2 separate regions of the Triticum aestivum genome follow, and region 1 is linked to region 2. The links are chromatin contacts, called in public Hi-C maps. All regions are on one chromosome and are shown on one strand. The core of a region is the stretch at or near the end of the contact, and the rest is flanking DNA. Distances in the headings are between cores, read along the strand shown.

What was found. A called contact is a pair of places that touch in the nucleus more often than the background predicts.
Region 1: a Hi-C map of leaf shows a contact between it and region 2, with 6 times the contacts expected there. The contact joins the promoter of LOC123092664 here to the promoter of LOC123092659 in region 2. A contact is called at or near these places in 2 of 5 Hi-C or Micro-C datasets (both in leaf).

Annotation. Positions count from the first base shown.
Region 1 is chr4B:452,408,921-452,414,071 of IWGSC CS RefSeq v2.1, forward strand. LOC123092664 (josephin-like protein) reads left to right here and starts at 2,779. Exons shown (of 2, transcript XM_044514481.1): 1 at 2,779-3,102; 2 at 4,104-4,992. The coding sequence starts at 2,962. The coding sequence ends at 4,559.
Region 2 is chr4B:451,890,465-451,895,730 of IWGSC CS RefSeq v2.1, forward strand. It overlaps LOC123092659 (50S ribosomal protein L4, chloroplastic), which reads right to left and starts at 1,994. Exons shown (of 2, transcript XM_044514477.1): 1 at 923-1,994. The coding sequence starts at 1,844.

The sequences.
Region 1 (5,151 bases), core at 1,529-4,028, 520 kb after region 2:
AACTGCCTCTTGCGTGCATGCTGGCTGTAGCGCTGCCATGTAGAATCGTCCATGCGTCATGCGCTGGATTGGCATGTGCATAGCATCGCCGATCCAACAAACACATACGAGGTTGCAAGTAAAACACTTTGCCCTGGATATTTCCTAAAAATTGACAACAACTTTTCCCCGTAGTAGTTTTATGTTTCTATCACTTACACTCCTACAAAAGAACGATTGAAATGCTAAGAACTTGCGGACATCCCTTGCTAGGTCCATACTTAGTTTAATAAATCTAAAGTCTCTAGGGAAAAGGCATGATACTTGACGGACGGATCGCTCCCTCTCTCGAAGCACATGACACTAGCCATTACACCGGGAATTATCACACAGACACCCATGATGAAGGCCTTGGACGTGTACCCCAAGGCTATCCAGCCCGTGACTCGAACTCAATAACTTTTGATGGTCCATCAACCTTCCCATGGTGATGCTTGATGGACAAAGAGGTGGAATACCCCCAATGCACCAAGTCCAAACCCAGATCTGATGCCTAGTGTTACGTCTGGAGATTTGGGGATAGCACATGCTCCTGATTGGCATTCATTTAGCCTCTCTTCCATAAAAAGGTTGCATGCTAGGATTCCTTAAGGAGATGAAGTGGTTGACGACATCACAAGGATCGTCCTAGAGAAGAACCTACACCGCTCGAAAAACTATTGATCCCAAGACCCACACGTTTGTTAGTAAGAATCTAATGTACATTGGAATCAAATGTACTTGTGACTGAAAATTATTTTGGTAACAGTATAGAGTTGTAGAACCAGTTACATGTATATTTTGGTAAATACAAATAATTTGTTTGTGGTATGTGATTGTAAAAAGAGAAGAGTAATAAGGCAGTGCAAACCTAGCCATGTAGTTTGTGCTTTTAAGGCTGGACCGCGGGCTATGATTTTTAGCCCAGCACAAGCCCAACACAACACGTGAATAAAAAGGTCAGGTCGGCCTTGGGCCCGCCATGGAACAAGGCCGGTCCCCAAAGCCAAGCCTTAAGGCTAGCCCGACACAACCCTCTTGTTCACGGTCCCGACCGGCACGACACTTGGCTCACGGCCCTTTTAGCATTGTTTGGGACTGTTTTGGTTTTTTAGGATGTTTTGTCGTTTGTAGGGCATTTTGACCTCTTTTAATTTTTTATTGAGACAATGACCTCTTTTTGAAACGGAAGAAGCGTCCCCCGCGTCGCCCGCGTCTGGCGACACGGGGGAAAGACCTCGCCGCCGCTCGAAGGCCACCTCCACCACCGTGCCCTGCTACGCCATTGCCGGAGGGCCGGCCGGCGAAGCCGTGCCACGCCCGAGGATGGTGACGGCGGGGCGGCCTCGTCCTCCTTCCCCTGCCAGATCCCCGCCAACCCTCGATCCGGCCGGGGGCTTCTCCACCAACGCCCCCTCCGGCGCCGCTACCAGTGGGCCGGCCGGCGAGGCGTCGCCGCGCCCGGAGCTGGTGCCTGTGAGGTCTCGCCCCGCCCCCGAACCCCCTCCCCTCATGTCGGAGCGCCACCCCCCCCCTCGGACCTGATCTGGCGCTCCATGGTCGCGCACCTCCACCAACTGCTCCGGTTCGTCTGCCCGTCTGATGCGGCAGCGCGGCCACGCCCGTGGCTGGCCTGGCCGGGGTCTGGTCCTGCTCAGACGCTGACCACCCTTCGTCTCCGACGGCGCCTCCTCCGAGCGGCGGTGGTGGCCTCTGCACATGTTTGGTCATGGTGGCCTCTGCACATGCTTGGCAGTCGGTCAAAGCTTTGCGGTGGATCCCCGTCGACATCACTCCAATCCCGGCGGCCACGAACCTGCGTTCTCCAGTGTTCATGGCCTGTCGGTGCTATGCCGGTGTGGATTTTCGGCCTTGACGCTCCGGTAGTTGCGTCCCTTCCAGCTACTTTGGCTTGTCGGTGTTCTGGCGGTCACGTCTCTCGCAGTCAGGATCTGCGTCTCCTTCCGGTTCCTGGCTTGCTAGCGGCGTCGGCCACCACCATCCATCCGCATCAGCTCTTTGCCCGTTGCCTTCCCGACCCCGTCCACCCCACACGCCATGACGACTCCAAAGCTCGCGTTTTTTGACGGTGGCAGGTGCAGCCCCACCTTGCCCCCTTCTTTGGCGGCGGTCGTCTGGCGTGCTGACTTCTTCATCTTCGGATCCTCATCTGGCGGCAATGGGATTGCTCGAACTAAGGCCAGGCGAAATCCTTGCTCGGCTTGCCGATGCTGGTAGCGGCGGCACTTGTGGGTGTCGTTTCCCTTCCTGAAGGCGTTGCCATGGTCTTTATCTGTGCCCCTCTTCGAGTATCGGGGGAAACCCTAGATCCGATTCTCTGGATCGGATAGCAGCGGCGTAACGATGTCGTTCCCCTTCTTGAAGGCGCTATCTTGCTAACTCACGGCGTCCCCGGTGTTGGATTTGAAGATGTTTGACGTCTTGCTAGTCTGGCTTGCCTCACTAGTTCTACGCTTGGTGGGTTTAGTTGTGTCTTTTTCCTATTCGGGTTGAGCATCCATTGTCTCTCTGCTCTGGGTTCCATGCTCATGCCTTCTCGCGTCCATGTCATGTTTTGTAACCCTCCTCTGTACTCAATTCTCTTTTTTCTATCAATGAAATGATACGCAAGCTTTGCGTGTTCGCGAGAAAGACAATGACCTCTTTTAATTTAACCTAAAGAATCCCCGGAAAGCCGAAACAGCCCACATGACCGAAAATCAACTCGGGCCGGTCGGGCGGTGCTAATCCCCTTTCTGTTCCCCGTCAAAAAAAAAAACCTTTCTGTTCGGTTGTTTATTGTTGCGTCCACGACGAAAGGCAGGCATCAGTCGTGGCGGCGGCGCAGAAGCCGTGCGTCTGTTTGGTGCGGCCGTGAGATAAGGGAAGGAATCCGCCGCCATCCGGCCAATCCCCCGCTGCCCCGGTATCAATCGCGGCAGCATGGAGTCGGGAGCCAGATCGGAAGCAAAGCCAGACGAGGAAGGGCCGGCCCCGGCGGGAAGCAGCAGCGGCAGCAAGGTGTACCACGAGAGGCAAAGGATGCAGTTCTGCCTCCTCCACGCCCTCAACAACCTTATGCAGGTGACCCTTCTCCTCTCTTGCTTAGTCGCGCTACTATGTTCTTGTCATGGTTCTCGTAGCTGCACTTAGAACTTTGTGTAATCCTAAGTTTAGTAATTGAGTCCAACAAATTAGATTCTATCTCTCGTGCTTTCTTGTTAGCCTGATTGTTCCCATCAAAGGACATCGGCAGTCAGTCAGCACCCACATCTGCGAACTAAGTACTGAAATTACTCGGCGTGAAGCTACAGATTGTTGTAGTCGCGGAGCGTTGTGCCCTGGGTGGGCATGTTTTTTGTGTGATTGTTTCCAACTTGTCACAACTTACGCAGTGGTGAAAGATCAGGGCATATATTGAAGTATGTAAAGATGTTCCTTCTCGGTCCGTAGAAATAGACAGCAATTGAGGTCCCTCTGTCAACTGTTGGTCCATTCAGTGGGCACTGTTCGTCATTAGTTTTGTCGATACGTTTATGGGTGGGTGTGGTTCACCCGTTTTGCAGCCCCCTGTCCACCGAATACAATGAAGGCTTTGCCAGTTGTGCGCGTGAATCATGAATTGGTAGCTGATAGGGATAAAAACAAATATTTTGGTCTTTGTCAAGTTTCACAATGACGTTTCAAATTGACGTTGACATGAATTTGGGAAAGCAAGCTGTGCACGCTTGCGGCCATGTGAGTGCAAGAGGCCAAGATCACACGGCAATAACAAGCATTTATGCTGCTGCCTGATTGGCTTTCATTTCTTATCATCTACTCCCTCCGTCCCATAATGTAGGACGTTTTTTGACACTAGTGTAGTGTCAAAAAACGTCTTACATTACGGGACGGAGGGAGTAATAATCAGTATGAAAAAAATATTACAATAACTTAATCCTCGGAGAGGTAACTGATTGGCACTTTCACTCATCAACATATATACAGGTAGCATGATCTTATCATGCACTGCATAGTCGGTCTCTTCGCTCTGACGCCACCTTATTTAATCTGGGCTTACCATGATTGTGTTGTGTGTGGTTCAGGAAAAAGAATCGTTCACCCGAGCTGAGCTGGATGGGATTGCTGAAAACCTTGTTCTTACTGATCCAAACAAGGAGAGATGGACTCCTCTATCGTTGATTTGGAAGCCCCACCACAATGCATTAACAGGGAACTATGATGTAAATGTTCTTATCGCGGCGGTAGAATCTAGAAAGAAGAAGGTAGTTTGGCATGATCATCGGAAGGGGGCATCTTCGATAGATCTGGATGCGGAAGCGCTGGTAGGGCTGATGATCAATGTACCCGTCAGGAGGTTAAGGGGTCTGTGGACCGGCAGGCATTGGGTAGCAATTCGAAGCATTGATGGCATCTGGTTTAATTTGGACAGCGATCTTCCGTCGGCCAAGCAGTTTCAGTGCAAAGAAAAACTAATTGCATTCCTGGACAGCGTTCTCAGTCAAGGCGGAGAACTGATGATCGTGCTCCAAGACGAATGATTGCACTGCTTCAGATCGGGGCTACAGCTAATGGCTTCTCCTCCATGATTTACCCGTTGCCCATATTTCTGAATTGGCAATGAGACCGCTTGCGTCTGCAATAGTAACTTCTCTGAAACTTTCAGTCTTTGTGAGAATCATGACAGTCATTGGCCTTTGTATTTAACTGATTTTGTGTATGTCAAATGCCAACAAGTTGTCGACAGAGGCATATCACATGCTGCTGAGGAACTGTCTTATTTTTTTAAGCCTGAGGGAACTGTCAGTTGTGTATGCAGAGCTTTGGAAAGGAGAATCTGCTCCGGCAGTGTATGTGCCCTGTTTTTTTCTGGGAAACTGAAGTGTATATGCCCTGTGGAAACTATTTTGTGAGCATCGCTTTGACGTGTACATTACATCTTAAAACATTTGGTGTGAGTTTTATATTTCCTTGTGTGTTTCTTGTTGGCCAAGTACTGTTAAAATTATCGACAGCGGTAGCGCTGCTGTTTAAGCCTATCAGCTTATCTTCTGTTTAGTACCTGGAAGAAAGGCCAGTGGTTTCGAAATCTTTAACTTGAAGAATCGAATGGGTTAATGCATTGGAAGATTA
Region 2 (5,266 bases), core at 744-3,243:
CAAATTAGCTTCCCCCCTTCGATCTAAGAGATTAAATTGCTCCAACTACAGAAGTACAGGATTAGCATATCGTTGTACGCAATCCATACAAGAGCTAGATAGACTTTATCAGCATAGGTGGATCTGTAAGCATGCTTCTAAAATAAATCTTCAATTATATCCTAACTCCCTGAGATTTTTGAATTAAAAAAAAAACTCACTCTACACTTGCCACACAGTGTAGACAGTGTAGTGCAGATTAATAAGAGGCTCAAGCATGATAGACTTTCTTAAATGGTGCAAAGAATTCTACAGCAGTCAAAAACATAGAATCCTAAACCCACAAAGCCTTTATCCACCCTTAACAAATAAAATGGTGTTAACATTTCTTTGTCTTGCTGTCTTGATTGGTGTGCCCCGACTTAAGCTAGGACTTTTAACATCAAAGGTGCCTTGATTGGAAACATGTAGGATTTTACTTTCCCTTTAATGCTATCAGTAAGTGTCGCTGCAAGCTATTGATTAACTGGAGGGGACAATCTATCTTGGCATTGCAGTGGATCAACTATATAAACTGACAAATTTCATTCATCTTTTTTCCATAACCCTTTATGCAATATGCTGCACTAACTGTTTACGGCAATCACAGGCAACTCAATTCATGTCACTAGATAATGTCAAAGCCTCGACCGTGGTAATGTTGAGGGTTTGTAACATCAGTGTCCTAACAACCTAATTATTCCTACGTGTTCACCCCACTGCTTGTTTAAACATGTACTACTCCCTCAGTGTCAAAAAACTTCTCACATTGTGGGACTGAGGGAGTAGTACATAAAGGATTTCAGCTTCGAATTACTAGCTCTTCCCACATATCTAGCATAGAAATAATCAAACAGCAAGTTGCAATCAGCAGTGCAAAATGTTCATGGATAGCTGTATGTACCTTGGGCAGCTTCCTCTGTGATTTCTTCTCCCTCCTCTTGCTCCTCCACCCCTTCCTCTTCACCGTCGTCCTCGCCATCATCGCCCTCATATTCATCAAAACCGGTGGTACCGTACCTCGAGTTGAGGTAATCAATGGCGGCCGGGGTGAAGAAATGCTTGCGGGCGTCGAGGATGTCGTACAGGTTGAGCGTCCTGGGAGTTAGCATCTTGAGGGTGCCAATGTTCCTGCCGCTCAGCCGCACATTATTATCAAGCTCCGTGGAGAAGAACATGGCCTTCTCCCTGGGGTCGAGCCCCCACCGCTGAAGCGCGGCCACGAAGTCCCTGGTCCGGGGCCCCGTCGCGAACTCCTCGTCGAACTCCTGCACGACGAAGGAGTCGTTGGCGACGGCGGCGCTGGCGAGCGCGGTGGAGATAGCGAGGCGCTTCTCCTTGCGGTTGATCTTGATGGTCCAGTCCCGGGGCTTGGGGCCGAAGATGACTCCACCGCCGGGGCGGAGCGGCGTACGGACCGACCCGCGCCGCGCCTTCCCGGTCTTCTTCTGGCCGTAGGGCTTCCTCCCGCCGCCCCGAACCTCCCCGCGGGTAAGGGTGGAGGCCGTGCCCCGGCGCGCGTTCTGGCGGTCGGTGATGAGGGCGCGGTGCACGACAGCGCGCGCGGTGGAGGGCGGCGCGGCCTTGATGTCCAGGGCGACCTCCCCGACCTTCTCCCCGGTGAAGTTGATGACCGGGAGGGTGGTGGCCTCGGCCCGCAGCGCGCGGAGGATGGAGGCGGACGGCCTCCCCCTGACGGAGGCGTGCGGGAAGGAGGACGAGGAGGGGGAGGGGAGGAAGGAGACCGAGGAGGGCGAGGAGAGGAAGGAGGAGGAAGAGGCGGAGAGCGAGAGCAGGAGGGGCGAGGCCACGGAGGAGACCGGCATTGTGGCGGCTCTACGGCGGCTGCGCTGCGCTGGGGGGCGGACGGAGATGGGGGAGGAGATGGCTCTGCCGCTGCAGCTGCCACTTCTATCTCTTTATCCACACCACACCCGTTCGCCCGTTTGGCAGGAGTGTCCCCGTCCGTCGCGCACTGTCGACTGCGTCTTGACCCCGCCAAGTCAGCACTTCTCACCACTCCCTGAGCTAGCAGGTCCAAAAAACTCGTCCCGCAGAAATATTACACAGTTTCCTACTAAACCGGATTTACAATACCGCAAGACATCGGACATAACAAATCACATAAAAATCGTCAGCGGTCCTGCAAAATAGCATAAAACACCCTACAAATAAAATATAGATTGCAATTGGGTCATGCTCGCTCACCTATGAAGTTAGCCCAACTCCCCCGTCCGCTTGGATCAAAACAGACAGATGACGCGGTCGAACGTGCGGCCGCATCATCAAATTTTATCCGTTTTGCGTTCGGCCCATCCCATTTCCGGTGCAAACTTACGCCCGGTTTGCGTCCAGACAGGCGCTGAACGGACGGGCACGCGGTAGCTCCTCGTCCGCCATGGGACGCGTGGCGGCCGTCCACCTACCTCCACCGTCAAATTGAATGCGCACGCACGGCGGGGCTCGACTGTCAATGACATAGGCGTGGGGTCACCGTCCTTCTTAATGTGGAAGCCGTGGACCGGCCAGTCTACAGCTTCCACTTCCAAGCCGGCCTGCCTCCTCCATTGCCGACACGAGCAAACCCTAGCCACCTCCCCGTCCTGCTCGCCCACCTTGCCGTCGGCGCCATGGGTTGGCATTGGATCAAGGGGAAGCATGGCCACAAGGCCGGCTCCTCCTCGGGCCGACGCCGCTCCAGCAGATCCGCACCGACTTCTCCTTCGCCTTCTCCGCCAGCTTTTCAGATGGCGCCGCCAACGGCCGGGCATCGCGACAGGCCATACATCCCTGTGGATGTATGTCGTCGCTACCGGGAGAGGCGACACCGATGCCCTGGGGAGATGTCCACCTGCCAAATAACTGGCATCTCTCCACCGACCGCATGCCGATCCCTCCAGTGCCCGCGAGTGGCCGCGCCCGCCGCGAGGAGATCAACCGACGGCGCCGGCGCCTCCCACCGGATCTACTGGTGGGCTCCAAGTATGCCATAGATTCGCCGCTATGGGATACGTTGCTCCGCGACGAGCACGACCAGAGGCGGCAATCTTTTTTTGCTACTCGTCCTCCTAACCCGCGCCACCTACGTCCTCCTCGTGCTGATGATAGCCCTCCCTAAACAGGGGACGTAGGCATGTGCGCGGCATCACGCCGACGCCTTCTCCGTCCCCGTCCCCGTCCCCGCCACCGCCGCTGCCCATGACCAAGGAGGAGGAGGCCTGCGCTCATGAGGCATGTCATGGAGGACTCCATGAACACGCACGACGAGCGACAATGGTATGGCCTGGAAACCGATCTGGCCCTGTCTGTGACCGGAGACGTGGCCATCCCGGAGATGGACGTCGACGTCAAGGAGGAGGTGCCGGAGGAGGCGCCCATCGCCGCGCGGAACCCTCGCCTGGTGGGCCAGCGGTGGAGCTGGTCGTGCACAGCGCCGGAGATGGAATAGTATTACCCATGCTAACTTTAATGTCCATGGGGAAGCTGGTGGGTAAAATACCCTACCCAGCGTGCAAGACAGGGATGGAGATGGGATAGTATTACCCATGCCAGTTACCCTCCTTACATGAAGGCCTTGCATATGGGCTCTAAAATTAGTAAAAACCCATGTAATTCACATCCTTACCCAACCAAATTTTCACTCATCCCACCTTTGGACAAAAAACCCTAAGAAAACCTACTGAAATGCTATAGAAGGTTGTTGCTGATTGCGCGTATGGGTTTCCCCACGGGGATAAAAACCCGACGGGGATGGGGATGGTAATATTTTTAGAGTAAATTGCAGAAAACCACCAGTTTGAAGGTTAGGTTTGCAAAAGACACCACAATGCATTTTTTTGCAGAAAACACTATGTTTTCAGTAATCTTTTTGCATAAAACACTACTCGACGGATCGGGCTCAGATAAGTGAGTTTATGACAGAAGGGACCCACCAGTCAGGCTGATGTGGCACTGCTTAACATCTTACATGTAACGGCAACGCCTGGTAACGTTATCATCCTATGTGGGTCCACCTGTCATTGCAAGAAAAAAAGAAAAAAAAGGGTTCATCTTATCTTCACGCAGACTTCGTTATTGCCTCACCAGGTCCACCATCGTTGTTGCCATGCCCAGGCTCACCGCCGTCGTTGCCTCGCCCAGGCCCGCCGCCGCCGTGGTCTGCATCCCAATAGGCTGGAGCGCCACCGTGGTCTGCATCCCCCTTGGCACCAGTGCGCACCAAGGTCTGCATCACCTTGGGCACCGGCATGCTCGAGCTCGGCAACGGAGCCGGTGCTTCCCCCTGCCTGACCAGCCACTGACGCTGGAGCTTGCCAACCGCGGGCCACCGCGCCTTCTCAACATCAGGAACCGCCTCGCCGCCGTCCAGTTCATCCAGATCCCGTCGGGATCAGGTCATCCCCGCCGGATCCATGCTGCGCGCCTCTATTGCATCGCCGGAGACCACCTCGGCGAACCTCCTGCGCCCTGCAACACCTGCACCGCCGTGGTGAGCTGCACCTGCTCGATAAAATGACTAAGTGGTCTGACACAGAGAAGAGAGTGTTTCACTGACAACGGGTCCCCTGTCAAGCAAAACGATTCGATGTAACGGTGTGAGAGATTGGTGCCACGTCAGCCTGTCCGACGGGCCCCATCTATCATAATCTCACTTATCCGAGCCCAATCTGAAGATCAATGTTTTCTGTAAAAAGATTACTGAAGACATGGTGTTTTCTGCAAAAATAATGTATTGTAGTGTTTTTCGCAAACCTAACCTTCAAACTGGTGGTTTTCTGCACTTTACTCAATATTTTTATCTCCGCAGATGGGTATGGAGATGGGGACGAGCATGGAAAAGCTCTCATGAGGACGAGGATGGGAGTCCAATACCCGTCTGGGTGATCCCCATTGCCAACCCATTAGGAGGTGAGAGGGTGGTAAGAGCATCTCCAGCCGCGCCCCCAGAACGGCCTCCCAGGCAATTTTTTTGCGCTGGTGCCGAAAAAACGGCCCAGTCGCGCCCCCAAAGGCCCATTTTTCGCCGGCTCGGACCGAAATTGGCGCCAACGGACCCAGGCCGAACCCGGCGCACTGGGGGCGCTTGGGGGCGCCGGCCGAAACATTTTTGGCGCGAAAACCGGCGGGCCCTCCTTGGCAGCGACTCGGCTCTTCTCGCCGCTTTGTCGTCCTCATCGCCTCAGTTCCCATGGCGAATCAATGCCAAAGCTATCGCGCGCTGCCGCGCCGGTCAGCCTCCTCGGCATGT